2 separate regions of the Mus musculus genome follow, and region 2 is linked to region 1. The links are chromatin contacts, called in public HiChIP or PLAC-seq maps. All regions are on one chromosome and are shown on one strand. The core of a region is the stretch at or near the end of the contact, and the rest is flanking DNA. Distances in the headings are between cores, read along the strand shown. Region 1 overlaps Nlk (nemo like kinase). Region 2 has its middle 18 kb from the start of Gm30561.

Region 1 (2,718 bases), core at 113-2,612:
TGGCACTCCTTACTGGTGGATGAATTATGTATGTCCAACATCTGGCACAGCTCCTGGTACTAAGACTTAATAAACTCTACCCTTCCTCCTCCTTGTAAGGATGATAATGATGGCTGCCACCTCATTCCTTTCCCCTTTGTGCCAGACACTGTGTGATTCTCAACACAGTTGCTTAAATCCTGGCAAGAACCTCATCATGCCTATTTTATAAGCACAGGAAAGTTACATAACTTGCCTAATGTTACCAAGCTGGTAAATGACAGAGTCAAGATTGTAACCCTGATCATTTGGGATCTGCATCACAGCACCTTCCCACCAGCTAAGTCTGTTCAGCTTCTCATTTTCAAAAATCAGTTTTGAAGCCTTTTTCCCTTCTGAAGTGTAATTATTTTGTTCTTAGTTTGTCATGTGGGTTTGCTTCATTTTTTAACAAACAGGGTATAGTTGAAAACAAGGACTGGGCTCTGGCACCAGAGGTCTGTTTCGAGCTAGTGTGACCTCTGACTCATTCGTTTACCCTTCTAGACCCACTGCGTCTCTATGGAATGATTTTGAAGATAGGGCTAACTTCTCTGAGCTAGTGGGAATAGATAAAACAAAGTAAACTGAGGTGCAAAGCAAACTGTGAAGACTGTAGCAACTGTTCTCCCTTTTGGCCAATTCCCTTGTTGTCCTTGCCGTGTCATTCTTGTATGTATACAGTGCCAGTCTCTCCTCAGTCCCTTGAATGTTTGCTGTGCATGCCTCCATCCTCTTTCTCTGTCATTGAGCTAGCATGCTCTCTACACCCACTTGGTACCCAGTCAGTATTTATCAATGCTAATGATGATGGTTAAACAAAGATGCTCTTGGCATCAGTCCTGCGCCTCTGAAACTGCTTGAGTAATCATGACTTCCTAAAAACAGAAAAGTACCCAATCATCTTACTGTTAATAGAAGGTCAGAATTTGATGTCAGCGTTTGTTTCTGTGGTGATTGTGTTGCCTGTTTTCTGCAGGATTGTCTTTGACAGTTGGGGCAGTCAGGATTTCTGGCATGAAGCTGATTATCGTGAGTTCTTAAATTACTTCCTAAAGTAGATGTAACATTCTAGGGATGGGTTAAGTAAATATTGATCATAGTTCACATTTGTTTTAATTGAAGGAAGAGGTCAAGGGAGGCTTACTTACTGTTGAGGCTCTAGATTAATTTTCTAATCTTCTCATAATCTTTTCTATCAGAGTAAATTATCCAGACCTGTTTTTACTTCTGACACCCCTCCTCCTTCCTCTCCCACTCTGGCCCACTTCATTTCCTTGTCCCCAGAAGCTTCTCTGACCCTGTTTTGTCTCTGCTGCTGTGTTGCTGTCCTAAGCAGCCTTTGTGGCATTCTGGCAGGAAGTGGTGTTTCGTCACTGTCACCCACAGCTCCGCTGCTGACACTTAGTGTGCATTATTCTGGTTTTTTGTTGTTGTTTTTTTGAGACAGGGTTTCTCTGTGTAGCCGTGGCTGTTCTGGAACTCACTTTGTAGACCAGGCTGGCCTTGAACTCAGAAATCCGCCTGCCTCTGCCTCCCAAGTGCTGGGATTAAAGGCGTGCGCCACCACCGCCAGGCTAGTATGCATTATTCTAAAGAATGTCCTGTCATTGGGGTTGAGTTTATAGCTCCATTACAGGTGATCTGTTTACATGAATTTTTAAAAAGATTTATTTATTTATTATATGTAAGTACACTGTAGCTGTCTTCAGACACCCCAGAAGAGGGCGTCAGATCTCATTATGGATGGTTGTGAGCTACCATGTGGTTTCTGGGATTTGAACTCAGGACCTTAGGAAGAGCAATCAGTGCTCTTAACCACTGAGCTTACCTGATTTTTAAAGATCATTTGTACGTAATCGTGTGCATCCTTTTGTGTCTGGAGGAGCATATGCACATGGGTACTGTTGCTTTGAGGTCAGAAGACTTGAGTGGCAGATGCCCTGCAGCTGGAGATGGAGGGGTTTTCTAAAAATGATATGTAAATGTCTCTTGCAGAGAAATAGGAGCATGTAGCACTAATACCCTATATGTGACATTTCATTTGATAGAAAGTAAAGACTGATATTTGCTTACTCCTTTTTCTCTTTCCTCCTTTCTGTTTGTTGAATCCTGGAGATTGAGCCATGGCCTTGTATGTGCTCTTCTACAGAGCTGTTCCCCCAGCTCTCTTTATTTTGAGACAGTCTCACTGAGTTATACAGTCTGGGCTTGAGCTTACTCTGCAGCACAGGAAGGCCTCAAAATTGGGGTCCTGCTGCCTCAGCCCCCTGAGTAGCTCATGACATCACTGACAAACACCTCAAGCCCAAGAAGTTAGCTGTGGTAACCATCCTTCTCTGACTCCTGCCACTGCTGGGGACAGAACCCCAGGGCCTTAACACTGTCTAAGCAAGCACTGTGTTTCTAGAGGAAATCCCCAGCCCGCCTTTATTTATTTTATCATCTAATGACTTCCAAACTTACAGGAACTTTGACTTCTCATCAAAGGCTTGGCTTAGAGTTCAAATAATCTAATTTTTTTTTTCTGTTTTCCTGCTAAGGGCCAATAACACCCCCCCCCTATTTTACTGCAGCCCAAAAATTACCCTGGAATCCATTGTCTTTTTTAAAATATTTATTTATTATATGTGAGTACACTGTGGCTGTCTGTGCACTGTAACTGTCTTCAGACATACCAGAAGAGGGTATCAGATCTCA
Region 2 (2,718 bases), core at 56-2,555, 690 kb before region 1:
TCATTCTGTAGACCAGGCTGCCAGGCTGGCTTTAAACTCACAGAGATCTGCCTCCCTCTGCTTCCCAAATCCTAGGATTACAAGTATGTGCCATCAGCACCAAGCTGTTTGGCTTTTAATGTATGTGTGTGTGTGGTGTGGTGTGTGGTGTGTCTGTGATGTGCACAGAGGGTAGCACATGAGTCCCAATCCACAGGTCAGCAGCTTCATTCTAGAAACTTCCAGCCAACATGAGTGAAGCGCATGCCAGCCGTAGACAGAATGAAGATATCATTTCCAGAGCCCAGGCCCTCTTGCACATACATGCGTTCTTCTTTTTAGTGCAGAGTTCCGGTCCCTGGACTTTTAAAGCCAGAGCCCATCTGAGCCTATGTTTGGGAATCAAGACTGATGGTGTAATAAAATTAATAGCCCATCAAACTTCTTGGCTGAATTACAGTCCCATTATTACAGGAAAGACAAACAACACACTCCATTAAACTGAAGGGTGAACGAGACTATGGAGAGAAGCACAGAAATGATGGGAAAATTGTGGCCTCTTCAGACCTGGAGTCTCCTAGACCGTGTGGTGTGACAAATGAGCTCTGGGAGGGTAAGTGACCTGCCTAAGGCGCTGGGTGCCTTTTGAAAAGGTGAGGCCTTAAGAACACAGCAAGCTAGCTCCCTCTCTGGACTTAACTGGAGTCTCCTGTCACCCCCCTGGGGCCCAGAGGAGGACCCTGCAGTATAGTGATCACCTGAACACCTGAGCCTTCCTCAAGTGTGCTGCTTGCTGTGACTTCTGGGTGTCAACATTTACACCCAGTGAGAACTGCTCACACCAGTGCTCAATGACAGCAGACCTGTCTGTCCCAGTTCCTGGTTTCAAACCAAGGGCCCAAACTGTGAATTCAGCAGGCAATGTCCTCCAGGACCACCAGGAAGCCTGAAAGTGAGACTCAACCTCAGGAACAAAGGCCTCTTGGGATATCATCTGCAAAGAAACCCATGTGTGCGGGCATGCGTGCATGGGTGTGGGTGGTGGTGGGGTGGGTGGGTAGACCTTTAAATAGTTTTTGTTGTTTTTTTTTTTTTTAAAAGAAAGCTAGGTGGTTAAAGCCAAGAATACCAGTACCTTTGACCTATTGTCACTAGGAACAAAAAGCATAGATCCTAGAACCAAACACGTGGAGGAGACACCTGGCCAGGGTAGGGGGACAGGTGGGTCTAGTTTTTGTGGACTAGGAAGGCAATGTAGGAGGCCGCTCTCCACCATCTCCGCCTCTGCCTGGTGACAGTTGATAAACATTAAGTCACATGCTTAGGGAAATTGCAACACAGGAAGTGAAATTGGGAAATCGAGTCTAAATATGTCTAGGGAGGAAGAGGGAGGCATTTCTTGAGGGCTGGGTTAAGGGGGTGGGATGGGCGTATATATTCACTGGTGATAGTGCCTAAGGCCATGAGTCCCAGGCTCTAGATACTTGCTAACCTGGTCTCCGGAATTCAGAGAAAAGGGAGTCATACATCTGGATGAGTTGGAGTGCCAGGAGACCCATTCATTAATGTGGCATCCGCTTGGCCCCTCCCCCCTTTTCTCTGACCTCTGCAGGAAGCAGGGGGATGACTGAAGTCTGCCTATGCCTCTACCTCCACTTCCCAACAGTTACAATTGGCTCCAGCACTCTGTAAAGGAGCTGGCTCTTCCAGGAGGCCCCAGGCTCTCTCTGGTATGGATTTTTGTTTGTTTTGCTGGGCTGGAGATGGAATCCAGAGCCTTGAGTATGATGGTCAGACACTCTACCATTGAGCCACGCACACACCCACCCCCACCCCAATGCTGGGTTCGTGTTAGGATGCTGGCAGATCACCAGCATCCTCCTAGTCGTTGTCAGGAATGTCCGGGATATTGCCACTTTACTCCATAGGACAGTTAAGAATTCAGACGGCAGCCGGGCATGATGGCACTCGCCTTTAATCCCAGCACTTGGGAGGCAGAGGCAGGCGGATTTCTGAGTTCAAGGCCAGCCTGGTCTACAGAATGAGTTCCAGGACAGCCAGGGCTATACAGAGAAACCCTGTCTCGAAAAACAACAAAACAAAACAAAACAAAAAACAAAAAAAAAAAAAAAAAAGAATTCCGACGGCAGAAGCGAGGTGATTTTTGGGTAAAGTGAGAGTAGAGAGAGTCCTCTTTCCAACCCTTAGGGCAGTGGAAGACTAGATGTGCAGAATGTAAAGACAGGCAGGTGGAGTCTGCTGGGGGTGGGTTCAGTGTTCTAGTAGGCTTGCTCTTACTCCCCAGTTGTAGCGTCCCTCGCTGCCTCCGGAAGTGCTTTCCTATTTGCTGCCTCGTACTGGCCCACCAGGAAAGAGAAGTCCTCGGTGTTCTGCCCCCAGAAGACTGGTGGGGGCCCTCCCTGCTGGCTTCCCACAACCCCTGTTGCTGTGGACCAGCTGCCAGCCCAGCCCACTGTTTGGCATCCCTGATGTTTACCTAGCTGGAGAAATGTCAGGCCCAAGGCCTGCTGCTTTAACAAAGAAACACTAGTTTTCTGGCTGGGTGGATCCTAATCTCACTAGGAAGATAAAGGAACTAAAATAAACTGGAGAGATCTCTGCCTGAAACCGGAAGCGGGCTGCCAGACAGGCCGTTTACTGATAAGACCGTAGGATTGACCCATTTCAAGTAGACAACAATCCAGGGCTGAGGGTTTGGGTGAGATGTACAGTACAAGT

The links. HiChIP or PLAC-seq counts read pairs in DNA pulled down with a chosen protein or histone mark.
Region 2: a contact with region 1 is called in an H3K27ac HiChIP or PLAC-seq map of acute myeloid leukemia, with 4 times the contacts expected there. The contact joins two enhancer-like sites. A contact is called at or near these places in 1 of 39 promoter capture datasets (cranial neural crest), 1 of 15 datasets of contacts at CTCF or cohesin (large pre-B cells), 2 of 115 datasets of contacts at active chromatin or transcription factors (acute myeloid leukemia and bone marrow-derived macrophages) and 1 of 9 other capture datasets (embryonic stem cells).

The regions. Positions count from the first base shown.
Region 1 is chr11:78,598,890-78,601,607 of GRCm38.p6, reverse strand. All of the region lies in intron 3 of Nlk (nemo like kinase), which reads left to right. Among named protein-coding and RNA genes, the nearest start is that of Tmem97, 50 kb to the right of the region's middle. Within about 2 kb of position 1,362, at least 86 of the 459 cell types and tissues checked have an H3K27ac peak or open chromatin away from gene starts, as enhancers often do. A contact at or near this core is called in acute myeloid leukemia and bone marrow-derived macrophages, where this site is marked.
Region 2 is chr11:79,286,303-79,289,020 of GRCm38.p6, reverse strand. No RefSeq gene overlaps it. Among named protein-coding and RNA genes, the nearest start is that of Gm30561, 18 kb to the left of the region's middle. Within about 2 kb of position 1,305, at least 116 of the 459 cell types and tissues checked have an H3K27ac peak or open chromatin away from gene starts, as enhancers often do. A contact at or near this core is called in acute myeloid leukemia and bone marrow-derived macrophages, where this site is marked.